Regions from separate parts of the Sus scrofa genome. Here region 1 is linked to region 2. The links are chromatin contacts, called in public HiChIP or PLAC-seq maps. All regions are on one chromosome and are shown on one strand. Each heading gives the region's core, a stretch centred on a gene start, on an enhancer-like site or on the middle of the called end of the contact. The rest is flanking DNA. Distances are from core to core; before and after follow the strand shown. Region 1 holds the start of PARP9 (poly [ADP-ribose] polymerase 9). Region 2 holds the start of PARP14 (poly [ADP-ribose] polymerase 14).

What was found. HiChIP or PLAC-seq counts read pairs in DNA pulled down with a chosen protein or histone mark.
Region 1: an H3K27ac HiChIP or PLAC-seq map of alveolar macrophages shows a contact between it and region 2. The contact joins the promoter of PARP9 here to the promoter of PARP14 in region 2. A contact is called at or near these places in 2 of 5 promoter capture datasets (fetal liver and liver), 14 of 47 Hi-C or Micro-C datasets (alveolar macrophages, blood, embryonic fibroblasts and 7 more) and 2 of 2 datasets of contacts at active chromatin or transcription factors (alveolar macrophages and skeletal muscle).

Annotation. Positions count from the first base shown.
Region 1 is chr13:137,959,609-137,965,532 of Sscrofa11.1, forward strand. PARP9 (poly [ADP-ribose] polymerase 9) reads left to right here and starts at 1,379. Exons shown (of 11, transcript XM_021070264.1): 1 at 1,379-1,894. It overlaps DTX3L (E3 ubiquitin-protein ligase DTX3L), which reads right to left and starts at 1,773. Exons shown (of 6, transcript XM_021070271.1): 1 at 1,547-1,773. The coding sequence starts at 1,730.
Region 2 is chr13:137,863,495-137,869,971 of Sscrofa11.1, forward strand. It overlaps PARP14 (poly [ADP-ribose] polymerase 14), which reads right to left and starts at 1,889. Exons shown (of 17, transcript XM_021070260.1): 1 at 1,408-1,889. The coding sequence starts at 1,594.

The sequences.
Region 1 (5,924 bases), core at 129-2,628, 96 kb after region 2:
ATATCTAGTCATTTATGATGGAGGATAACATGAGAAAAAGAATGCATATATGTATGTGTGATTGGATCACTTTGCTGTACAGTAGAAAATTGACAGAACTCTGTAAACCAGCTATAATGGAAAAAATAAAAACCATTTAAAACAAAACCAAAACCAAAATAAAATTATTTTACAGCCTTCCAAAAAAAATAAATAAAGTACACTAATCATAAGTATAAACCTAGGGTGACTAGTTAACACTAAAAGGATGACTGAAGTTCATACTCTTAAAAAAAGACTACAAGTGTCACCTGCATTTCTCTCCTATTAACACAGTTGCCTTAATTAGAATAATGGATATTGGTCTTAAGATTGCTTTATTGGTGAAATGAGTGGTTTTCAAAATGCGTTGATCAGTTTCAAATGTAACATAGGCACTCCTGTTCTTACAAAGGGGTATAAGAATCTAGTGAGCCCAGTATAGGCCCTAGGCTTCACAGTCCTGGTTCAGCAGCTAATTCAAAGCAGTTTTGCCACCTAACTAGAAGGATAGCTGTGTTCTGCTACTAGAATATTGCTGCAGAAGTCTCTAATGAACCTTTCATGCAAGGTGCTATCAGAGCATCTAAAAAGGCAAACAGCTGGGACTACATCGAGCTGACACCAGGTCATATAAAAATTTTGGGGGGCCGTGTCCATGGCATGTGGAAATTCTCAGGGCCAGGAATCAAACCTGAGCCAAAGCAGCAGTCTGAACCGCTGCAGAGTTAACCCTGGATCCTTAACCAGATGGGCCACAAGGGAACTCCCATATAAGTGCTTTGATGCCTACTTGTAAATAGATGTTTCACATTTGACAAAATTTCATTGTATGAGACCATGTACTTCCAAGGATGGAAGGCAACCGGTATCTACCAAAAATAACCTAATAGTGAATGATCAAATCAATTCTAGTTCTTTTAAAACAAAAGTTATTTTCTCCAGAAAGTCTGGCATGACTTAAAAAAAAAAAAATTATTTTTTTGAAGTATAGGTCATTTACAATGTGCTAATTTCTGCTCTACAGCGAAGTGATTCAGTTATACATGTATACTTTATTTTTCATATTCTTTTCCACTATGGTTTATCACAGGACATTGACTAGTTACTCTTAATAAATAGGATGAAATTAATATTCATCAATGGGCTTATTTTAATAAATACAAGCTGTTAAATTTTACTGAAAAAAAAAAACCCATAAAACTGGAACACCTAAATGACAAGGGCTGACAGGTGTCTGGGGGTGGCAAGGGTGTTCTTCTGAAAGCTGAGATTTATGAGTTCGGAGGAGGATTCTGGAAAGCGTCAACTTTAAGGCGCGGTCCGACCGATCACAGATTGGGCTCCTCCGGGCTCTGTCCTTTGCTGTGGCTCTGCGCCTCGTGCCAGCAGGAGCCGCGGTTCCTGTTCCCCACCAGACGTTCCTAGACCTTCTCCCTCACTCTCTCCTGGCTCCTCTGAACTGGGTCTGCACGCACCCACGCCCCAAGGATGGCAGTTGCCCCCCCAGCCCTCGCCAGCCGCTCACCTGCCCTTTGCAGGAACTGCACCCGGAAGGTGTCTGGGTTGTTGCGGTCCAGGGCCTGGACGGTGCATTCCCCACCGCCTGACTCCCGGCTCTGGAAGTACTTTTCCAGCTTCCTTTGTAGGCGGGTGCCGGGCTGGGACACCCGCACGAGCAGCGGTGACGGCGGGCAGCCGTTCGAAGCCATGGCGCCGGGGCTCGCTTCGCATCCGGGCCGGGGCAGGGGTGCGCACCGCCCCGCCACCCAGGAGCGCAAAGTTTCAGTTTCGCTTTCCTCGAGATCCAGAGCGGTTCCAGGCAGAGCCGCCTCCCCTTCCTCTCCTCCTTGTCCTCCTCGCCGCGGACTGCCAGGTGAGTAGGTCCCTGTCCCCTGTTTCCCGAGGCAGTGGGCGCCGGAAGCTCCGCGGTCTTCTCCAGGGGGCTCTGAGGACGAGCCGGCGGGCGAGAGGCGGGCTCCCAGGGCCAGGCCTCCCCTGGTGAGGATGGAGACTAGGCAGATACTCAAGTCAAAGAAAGTTTCTCCTAAGTTCGTGATTCCTTTTAACTGTTCTTGTTGTTACTGTTAATTTGCAGCTGAAATTGTAATTCACATTCTGAATTCAGGTGAAACTTACCTACTTTTTAAAAAAAATTGAATATGTTCACCTGCGTGCAGTTACCTCCCTCTAACTCTATGCTTTAGACAGACTCTTAAGGCTTTTCTGCCTTCATTTCTTGATTTGGCCAACATGCAGTACTGAACTGCATGCTGGCCTGTGTGCCTGGGAATAAAGGTGAGAGCCTAGGCACCTGACCTCACCAGCTGTAAAGGGAGGTGAATTGATACCAAAAAAGCAAAATCTTTTGAAGGCCTCCAGAGGAAACAGACTCTTAAAAGAGGGAGGGAGGGGGAGCCTCTGAGATGCAGGGACCACAGTATCTAAAGCACTGAGGAGTACAGAGGCCTTGGAGGAGATGAAATGGGTGAGGGAGGTGACAGAGGAAGGGGCTAGAGCAGCGCTGTCTGGAATGAGACCTACGTGTTAATTTAAAAATTTTTTATTTTACTTACTTTGTCTTTTTAGGGCCACCCTCGAAGCATATGGAGGTTCCCAAACTAGGGGTGGAATTGGAACTGTAGCCACAGGCCTCTGCAACCTACACCACAGCTTAGGGCAATTCGAGATCCTTAACCCATTGAGCAAGGTCAGGGATCAAACCCACATCCTCATGGATGCTAGTCAGGTTTGTTTCTGCTGAGCCATAACGGGAACTCCCTAATTTTAAAATTTTTAGTAGTCATAGTTCTTAGAGTATAAACAGGTGAAATTATTTTTAATTATATTCTTTAATTCACTGCATCCTAAATGAACCATTTCATCAGATAGTCAATGTTAAAAACTTAATTGAGATATTTTGCGTTGTTTTTATGTCATCCTAAGTCATTGCAGTCCAGTCTTTATTTCACATTTATGTCACATTCTGTTGAGATTAGCCACATTTAAGTGCTCTAGAGCTACATGTGGCTAATGGCCCACACTGGATAGCAAAGTTCCAGATGTTGAAAAGTCTTGAGATCAGTAGGGAGACGTGGAAGGCTCGTATCACAGGAGTGTCATGTCAAATGTGCATTTTAGAAAGTTGGTTTTGACAGTGATATGGAGGACACATTTCCATGTAAGGATAATTGGAAGTGGAGAGGCCAGAAATAAAGTTTTTGCACATGGCTGGTAAGACTGGAAATGAGCCCCTCTTTATGGAGAATAGTTTGATAGTAATCAGAATTATAGCTGCATATATATCCTTATTCTGCAGTTCCACTTCTAGGAATTTGCCCCACCGATCGATTAGCACCTGTTTGAGGTGACCTACATACTAAGTTGCTCTTTATAGCTCTTTTTATAATAGCAGAGGATTTAGAACTCCTTAAATGTCCATAAAAAAGGTGGACTGGCAGTTAAATATCTTACAGTGCATTTATACACTGGAATGCAATGAGCAGTAGAAAGAAGGAAGGTGCTGTCTGGTGCTAATATGGAAAGATGTCTCGGATACATTGAACGGAAAGGCAAGATGCAGTGTGTAAAAGATACTACCTTTAGAGGATGGCACAGGCTCTGAAGAGCACTCTGACCAAAGCTGGTGTCCCAGAGCTTCCTGCCCATGAGGACAAAGGCCCAGAGGTGAAGGAGAGTTTGGAGAACATCAAATAGTGCCATTCCACACGCTGCTGTTTGCCTGGAGTGTGGGGTACGTAAAGGGGAGGCTGGGAAGCAGAAATGGCAAAGAGCCCCTTGAATGCCAGGCGGACTAAAGGGCTTGATCTTTACTGTAGGTAGTGGAGTCTACTGAAGGTCTTTTTTTTTTTTTTTGTCTTTTTGCCATTTCTTAGGCCACTACCGTGGCATAATCGGAGCTGTAGCCGCCAGCCTACAGCAGAGCCACAGCAGAGCCACAGCAGCGCGGAATCCGAGCCTCGTCTGCAACCTACACCACAGCTCATGGCAATGTCAGATCCCCAACCCACTGACCAAGGTCAGGGATCGAACCCACAACCTCATGGTTCCCAGTCGGATTCGTTAACCACTGAGCCACTACGGGAATTCCTGCTGAAGGTTTTGAGCAGAAAAATGCTTCTCAAATAAATGCCTTCTTCTTTAGGGTTTTTTTTAAAAAGACGCTATCTTTTGTGTAAAAAATGCCTCTGGAAGGATACAGGAGAACCTAATAACATTGCTTGCCTCTGGGAAGGGACTTCAGTGAGGGAAGTAGGAGGGAGCCTTTCACACTTTCTAAATTTGAATCTGTAAATGTAATGCCTATTCAAATAATAAACTGTATATTAAATGCATTTAAGTATTTAAAAAGAATGTATTGCCATAGCTCAAGCAAGAGGCTCTGCGGCCCTGGAGTGATGGACTATCAGTGGGCAAGGAGGGTGGAGCCATATTTGAAAGTGATTTAGGTGGGCAGGACCCATGATGGATTGAATATAGGACAGAAGAGAAGATTCCAGATTTCTGACTTGAGTGGGTAACTGATGTATTATTTACTACCATGCTGTGGAATCCAGCAGGTAAAGGAGGATTTTGGAGGGGGTTGTTTGAGGGGTAGGTAAGGTGTGGGGACTGGGGATAAGGAGATTAAGGGTCCAGTCTTGCAGAGGCTGCGTTTTAGGGGATTATGGGATGTCAGGTAGACTTGGAAGATGAGGCTTGGGAGAGCCATCGTCTACAGATACAGATGTGGGAGATTTGTAGCTGATGAGTTGATACCATGAGAGTGGATGAGTTCACCCTTGGAGGGTGTATACAATGAGCTGAGACCTGTTCTCAGACGAAATCCTGGGGAAGATGATTAAGGGTGAACTGTGGAAGTGAATCCAGGGGATAGGGCCTGTAAAGGCAAAACGAGAGGTAACAAAAGAACCAAGGGAAGGTGGCATCGGAGCAGCCAGAAAGCAGAGGTTCAGGAATCAAAGAAGGAAATGAAGACGGAAACTGTAGAGAGGGGTCAAATAAAGGTTGGGACAGAAGAGTCCACTGGGGTTAGCCACGCAGGAGACATGGAAGACTTGCCTCTTTTGTGAAAACAGCAGTGCCCTCTGGAGGCAAAAATGCATCTTGTCCTTGCATTTTAGGGTTGTGCTTGGACTTGCTGCTCTTCCTGACACTTAATAATAGTGCTCTCTCTAAAAAAAAAAAAAATAATAATAATAATAATAGTGCTCTAATGCTCTAGATAGTTGTACAAAATATTCCTATTTCAGAGGCATCAGAAATCATCTCAGAAGCCTCCAAGCGATTATGTGACAATGACTGTGAGCAACTTGAAGCATTTGAAACATTTACACCATTATTCTCGTCAAAATTTACAGTCTTTAATTCCTACTTATTAAATGGGAAAATCTTTAAAATGTATTTTCCTAGAGTCTCTGATTTGTATCCAGTTAGTCCCCTTTCTAATTAGATCAGCGGTATTTATCACAAACTCGGTAACACACCCTCTACAGGCACAAGACAGTTCCCTCTTTCTTCAGACACTCTCCAGGGGTCTTCACTCACTCAAGGCTGGTTTTTCCTCATTGCTCTTTGAATGCTGTGCTTAATTTTACCACTTGGTAGCACACTTCTCTTCTAAAGACATAAAAGCCTGCTCCATCCCCAAGGCCTTGCTCTAGGCTCACCTTTTCAGGAAAGCTTCCCTGTTGTAGCCCATACAGTTCTTTCCCTTCTTTGAACTGCCATTATGGTTTTAATTGGAACCTGTTTGTAAAGGATAGAAGGTAACAGTCACAACAGCAGAAAAAACACAATTTGTGCATCTTCACCTGTGAAATTAAAAATGATTCAAGGAATTCCCATTGTGCTTCAGCAGGTTGAGAACCTAGCCAGTATTGATG
Region 2 (6,477 bases), core at 639-3,138:
ATGACCCTTTTCAAAGGTCTGATGTCCATGGTCTCTCCCAATAGAAATCAATGTACTTATTTCCAACTAAATTGATCTCCCTAACGTGTATTTGGACATGGCCCTCCCCTGCCTACCTGTGCAGGAAAGTTCATACTCCTTAGCATGTCATATAAGGCCCTATTTCATCTCAACCAAACATTTTACTCATCTTAATTTCCACCTCACTTTTTTGTGTGTGTTTTGTCCTTTTAAGGCTGCACCCACGGCATATGGAGGTTCCCAGGCTAGGGGTCTAATCAGAGCTGTAGCTGCCAGCCTACACCACAGCCGCAGCAATGCCAGATCAGAGCTGTGGCTGCGACCTACACCACAGCTCATGGCAACGCCAGATCCTTAACACTGAGCGAGGCCAGGGATCGAACCCACGACCTCACGGTTCCTAGTCGGATTCGTTTCCTCTGTGCCATGATGGGAACTCCCCACCTCACTTACTTAATTTTTAATTTTTTTTTTTTTTTTGGCCATGCCTGTGGTATGTGGAAATCCCCAGACCAGGGACTGAACCTACATCATAGAAATGACAGCAGACAGTTAACCTGATGAGCCACCAGAGAACTCCACCCACCACACTTCCTTTTATTCTTTTAAAGGTGGTTTAATAAGAGAAGACCGAAGACTTTTTTAAATACAAGGACCCCTTTATAATCGCATAAAATTTCCCAGACCCACACGTTTTTTTTTTTTTTTAGTGCTGGTCTCCAGACCTCACTCGTGCACAGCGAACAGATGGGGGCTCACTCCTCAAACCACAGTGCAAGGCGCTCTCTGCCCCCACCCCACCCCACCCCCGCAGCATATCAGGGATTGGAGGGCGCCTTGAACTTCCCTGCATAGACGCCTTCGCTTTCCAGCCTCCAGCACTGCAGTTCCCATCGGAAGAGCCTGGCTCAATATCTCATCTCGCGTATCAAGACCTGAATTCACTCTCAGGAGTCAGTTTAGATGTGACTCTCCCTGGAAACTTTCTCTTCCCTTCAAACTGTGTTCCCAGAAACCTCTGGAATTCCAGAACCGATGCTTTCATAGGAGGAAGTCCAAAATTGCAATGGCATTGCAACTCTGCCAATAACACACGAGGTAGCCTCGTAAAATAAGGCGGGTGCACCTGCTCTCAGGAGGCTCCTTTATGTCCTGGAGCTAAATGTTGATTTAACTCACCTGCGCGGTCCGTCGCCGCCTCCAAGAGCGCCTGGAAGCTCACCGCCCGCGACGCATGCACATTGTCCATTCTGCTCCCCCCGCGCCCCCGCTACGCTGCCGCCGGAACCGGCTGGATTCTCCCGCAGGCAGCGTGCCCCAGCCATAGGTCTTCCCTAGAAGGCGAGCCCACCTGTCCCCACTCACCCGCACCCTTGTCCCCCTCACCATCATTGGGATAGAAGAGCACTAGGAAGCGGGATGGGCTCCCCGGTTCCTGGAGGACCTCACACTCCCCGCCTCCTGATTTCTTCGGGCTCTGGAAGTACAACTGCAACTTGGTGCTCAAGTTCTTCGGCGGGTCGGGGCCCCAGGACCCTTCAACCAGCAGAGGGAAGGAGCCAGGCTCAGACATTCTCACCTTCGCAGGTTCAACTGCGACTGCCGGTCCCTCCCCAACTCCCAGCAGTTAAGCCTCTTTCGCTTTCGTTTCCGGGAAAACTCCTCCTGCCCTTAAGTTTTCACTTTTGGCTGTAAAGAGCCGCCCCAAGATTGGACTAGAGACCCCCCCCCAATTCTTCATCTTCATCTCTGGACCACACCAAAGGCTGGCATCGCCTTTGCAGCCTCCCTTTAGTTCCGAACGGAGGGCCCTAGGCTCAGCGCACCATTTGCCATTCACCCACACCACAGCTGAAATCAGCAGCCCTGGGTCACTAGACCTGTGCACACACAAAGATAGCTTCATTTTGGCCACAGGCCAATTTACAAACTGATTCTTTAGAATGTTTGGGGCCCATTTGGGGACTTCTTTCAACAATTTATTAGCATATTTTTAACCTTTCCTCCTTTTGCATTTTGTTCCCCGATCTGTGAATATTCTATGCCTAGAAATGCTGGGGAAAACAGTACATTCACAACGATTTTTTAATAAAATATTTGCTAGGTGCATGCCTTCAGAATGGATTCAACAGACAGACACAGTCTCTGCCCTCACTGGGCTCAAGAAGCTGTGGGACAGAGGAGTTAGAACACAGGAATAAGTGCTTTTGGAAGGAATATACAGGTGTTCCTGGAACAAGTTAGGAGGGGATCTTAGGCCAGGTGTGGGGGCTTGGAGGGTTTATGGAGAGGCAAGTTGTAACCTGAAGCCTAAGGGTGGTTGGGGATAACCTTGGAGGGTTGGGAAGAGGGAGTTCCCTGTGACATGCACAGGATCCCTTGGACTGCTGTGTGGTAGCCAGAGCAGAGGAAGGAGGCCAGTCAGGTGGCTACTGTAGCATCTCAGGCAAAAAATGAGGGTAGCTAGGACCAGGGATCTGGCAAGGACTGTCTCCTGGGTACAGGGGATGAGGTATAGAAGTAGGTGATTTTGAATGACTGCTGATGGGTAAGTGTGAGAATTCTCTTCTGATGGATTGTCTTTTCTCTGTGAAGGAGGTGCTGCAGTCTCTTAGTCTCTGCCAGATTAGAGCTGCTTCTCCCTGCAGGGCTGGACCTCACCTGTTATCTCTTAGTCACAATGAAACTAAATTTCAGGAAGAGAACCAGAGATGGGCCAAAGAGAGTTTCCTGGGCTTGTATTTTGGTTCCTAATAGTGCTTAAGGGTACTAGCTAGGTATTTTCTCCTGCCTCCAGCTTTCTTCCTGCAGGTGGCGCTTATCATCAGTTCAAACCACCCTGGACCCCAGCAAGGGGAAGTGGAGAGAAGGCAGAAAGCCCAGTCAGAGTTCTCAGCCACACCCTGGAATTTCTCATCGGGGTGTTCTCACCCTTTAACTCCAAGCCACAACTAAGTCAGCACCTTCCCCTCCCCAGTTTGGAGGTCCAGAATTGAGCAAACAGTTTATCCTCGTCCTCACACCATCATTTTACAAAAAAGAACAATCAGAGTGAAACTGAAACTGTGTAAGTTTTAGCTAGCCATTTCTGGATTTCTCTCCAGGATTTATTTAAGTATCAGCAATGTGCTTTGTCACACACATGGTCTGCTCATCATTCCTGGGTCAATTGGGAAGGAACTCTCAGAGGGTCAGGATGGCAGGTCTTGAAAGCCAAGGAAAAATAGTTCTAGAAGGAGCAAATCTTAACCGTTGTTAGCCCCTGAGGTAGTTTGTCCTCTCTCCTTAATTGTTTTGACCCTTTTCACTTGTTGAACCCTCCCCCCTCCCACTGTGCTTATCCACTCTCAATTCTCTATCTCCAGTGGCCATCTGCCTACAGCGACTCATTTCTTTCCAAAGAAGCAAGCGTCCTCTCGGGCCTGGGAAAGGTGGCCATGTTGACATGGCTCTTCCGCCCCATAATCACCACTGCTCTTTTGTTGTTTTTGTTGTCTTTTTAGGGCCGCATCTGTGGCATATGGAGGTCCCCAGGCTCGGGGTAGAATCAGAGCTGTAGCTGCTGGCCTATGCCACAGCCATGGCAACGCCAGATCCAAACCCCATCTGCAGCCTACACCACAGCTCACAGCAATGCCCGATCCTTAACCCACTGAGCAAGGCCAGTGATCGAACCTGTGTCCTTGTGGATATTAGTCAGATTTGTTTCTGCTGAGCCATGACCGGAATTCCAGTCACCGCTCATCTTAACAGAACAACCTACATCTGCATTGGGGGCTGATCTTCTCTTTCTCTGCTTCATCCCAACTTCCCCTTTCAGCTTCTCTATGAACTTCTATAACCTGGTATCAGAGTCCTTTCAATTTCTATGCAAGCCAGCATCAGGTTCCCTATTTATCCCATTGAAGTGTGCATATTGGAAAAGGGTGGCTTTCCCATCTGTGCTGAAGCAGCACGTTGTGAGCCCCTCATGCTTCTGCCCCACTTTGCTCCTGAAACTCCTGGCCTGGTCCCCCCAGATGAGATATGACCTCAGAAGTGGGCATGCCACCCTTTCTCTTACCACCCCAAGTTCATGCAAAGTAATTCTAAATAATGGTGGTTAATAACGGGCTCACAAAAATTCTGAAAATGCAACAATCAGTTCTGGTGAGCCAGGGCTCCAGCACAAAACCACCCTCTTCTGCCATCAGAGGTGGCAGTTTCCAACGGAGCAGTCGATCCGTGCCTCCCACCGCAACCCCTCCCCCACACAACTTAGTGCAGTCATTATACTAATATTCTCCTGGTCAAAGAGACCTTAAAGCTGATTGTGTCCTTTCATTCCGACAGCTGATTAGTCTCCAAGACAGTCATGAATCTATTCATTACTTTTGAGAAACCCACCCTGGAAGAAATAAAAACATAATGAAAATCAAAAAACAAGCACAAAGGGAGTTTAACAAGACAAAATGTTATGATTAATAGAATGAACTTATAAGAAACTTAATATTACCTCCATTTTACTAAGAGGAAACTGAGGCACAAAAAGGTAAAATATCTTACCCCAGTGTCACACTGCTGGTTACAGGTCAAGCTGTAGAGCTCAGCATTACCCAAGCTTTGCACAGGCATGTTCTTCTCAGATCCCTTCTACCGGGTAATAAACCCACTCCCCAGTTGCAGGTCCTATGACTATGAGCAGATCACAGCAGGAGCCCTCACTGGCCTTGCCTTTGCCTCAATTCTCCCACAAATGGTTTCCCCATGGTGGAGAATATTCTGGATTTTACTAGCTATGTGACCTTGAGCAAATTAACCAAAATCAATAAATCTTGGTTTTCTCATCTTTAAAAAAAGCTTATTTTTGTAGTTTCCACCGTGGCTCAGTGGTTAACAAATCTGACTAGGAACCATGAGGTTGCCGGATGGATCCCTGGCCTTGCCCGGTGGGTTAAGGATCTGGAGCTGCTGTGAGCTGTGGTGTAGGTCACAGACATGGCTCGGATCTGGCGTTGCTGTGGCTGCAGCGTAGGCCAGTGACTACAGCTCCAATTAGACCCCTAGCCTGGGAATCTCTATATGTAGTAGGTGTGGCCCTATGAAGACAAAAAATACAAAAAAATCACAAAACTTATTAAACAACAGAGCCAATAGACTCTAAGCCCCAAACTCCCAGCTGTGAGCTTGAGGCCTGACTCTCAACACAGTAGTGGGCGCTGCCAATATATCTAAGTAAAAAAACTTTTTTTTTTTTTTTGTCTTTTTGCTATTTTTTGGGCCGCTCCCGCGGCATGTGGAGGTTCCCACGCTAGGGGTCCAATTGGAGCTGTAACTGCCGGCCTACGCCAGAGCCACAGCAACGCGGGATCCGAGCCGCGTCTGCAACCTACACCACAGCTCAGGGCAACACCGGATCCTTAACCCACTGAGCAAGGGCAGGGACAGAACCCGCAACCTCATGGTTCCTAGTCGGATTCGTTAACCACTGCGCCACGACGGGAACTCCCCAAAAAACTCATTTTTTAATACTTGTCGTTTAAGTACTTATATAACAGTATTTGCCAGGAAAAGGTTTTTTTTTTTTTTTTTTTTTTTTTCAGGATTGTTTATGGTAAAAAGATAAATGCTACCTGACTCACATGTTTAAATTATGCTGTTATAGTTTGTGAGTTGGTGAGATGTCTGTTAGAAGTCTATAGACTTACTGATATTTTCAAAGAACTGTCAGACTTACTGATTTTTTCTCTAAGCTTTATTTTGATTACATTGATTTCTGCTTTAATCTCTAATATCAGCTTTGGCTTGTTTTGGTTTTAACTTGCTCTTATTTTTCTAGTTTCTTTAGAAGTTTATATCATTGACTAGAAACCTTTCTTTTCTTTCCTTTTTTTTTTTTGCCACACTGGGGGCAAGTGGAAGTTCCTGGTCCAGGGATCAAACCCACGCCACAGCAATGACTCAAGAGAACTCCAAGACCTTTCTTTTACTATTCTTTATTAAAGTATAGTTGATTTACAATGTGCCAATTTCTGCTGTACAACAAAGTGACTCAGTCTTACATATACGTATATTCTTTTTTTAAATATTGTTTTCCATCACGGCCTATCTCAGGAAATTGGATATAATTCCCTGTGCTATAGAGCAGGACCTCATTGTTTATCCATTCTAAATGTAATAGTTTGTATTTACTAACCCCAAACTCCTAGTCCTTCCCACTCTCTCCCTCTCCCCTTTGGAAACCACAAAAGGGTTGTGTTTTGTGTCTCCTATGTCTGCAAGTCTGTTTATGTTTTATAGATAGGTTCATTTGTGCCATATTTTTGATTCCACATATAAGTAATATCATATGGTATTTGTCTTTCCCTTTCTGACTTAACTTAGTATGGTAATCTCTAGTTGTATCCATGTTGCTGAAGATGGCATTATTTTGTTCTTTTTTATGGCTGAAGAGTATTCCATTGTGTATATGTACCA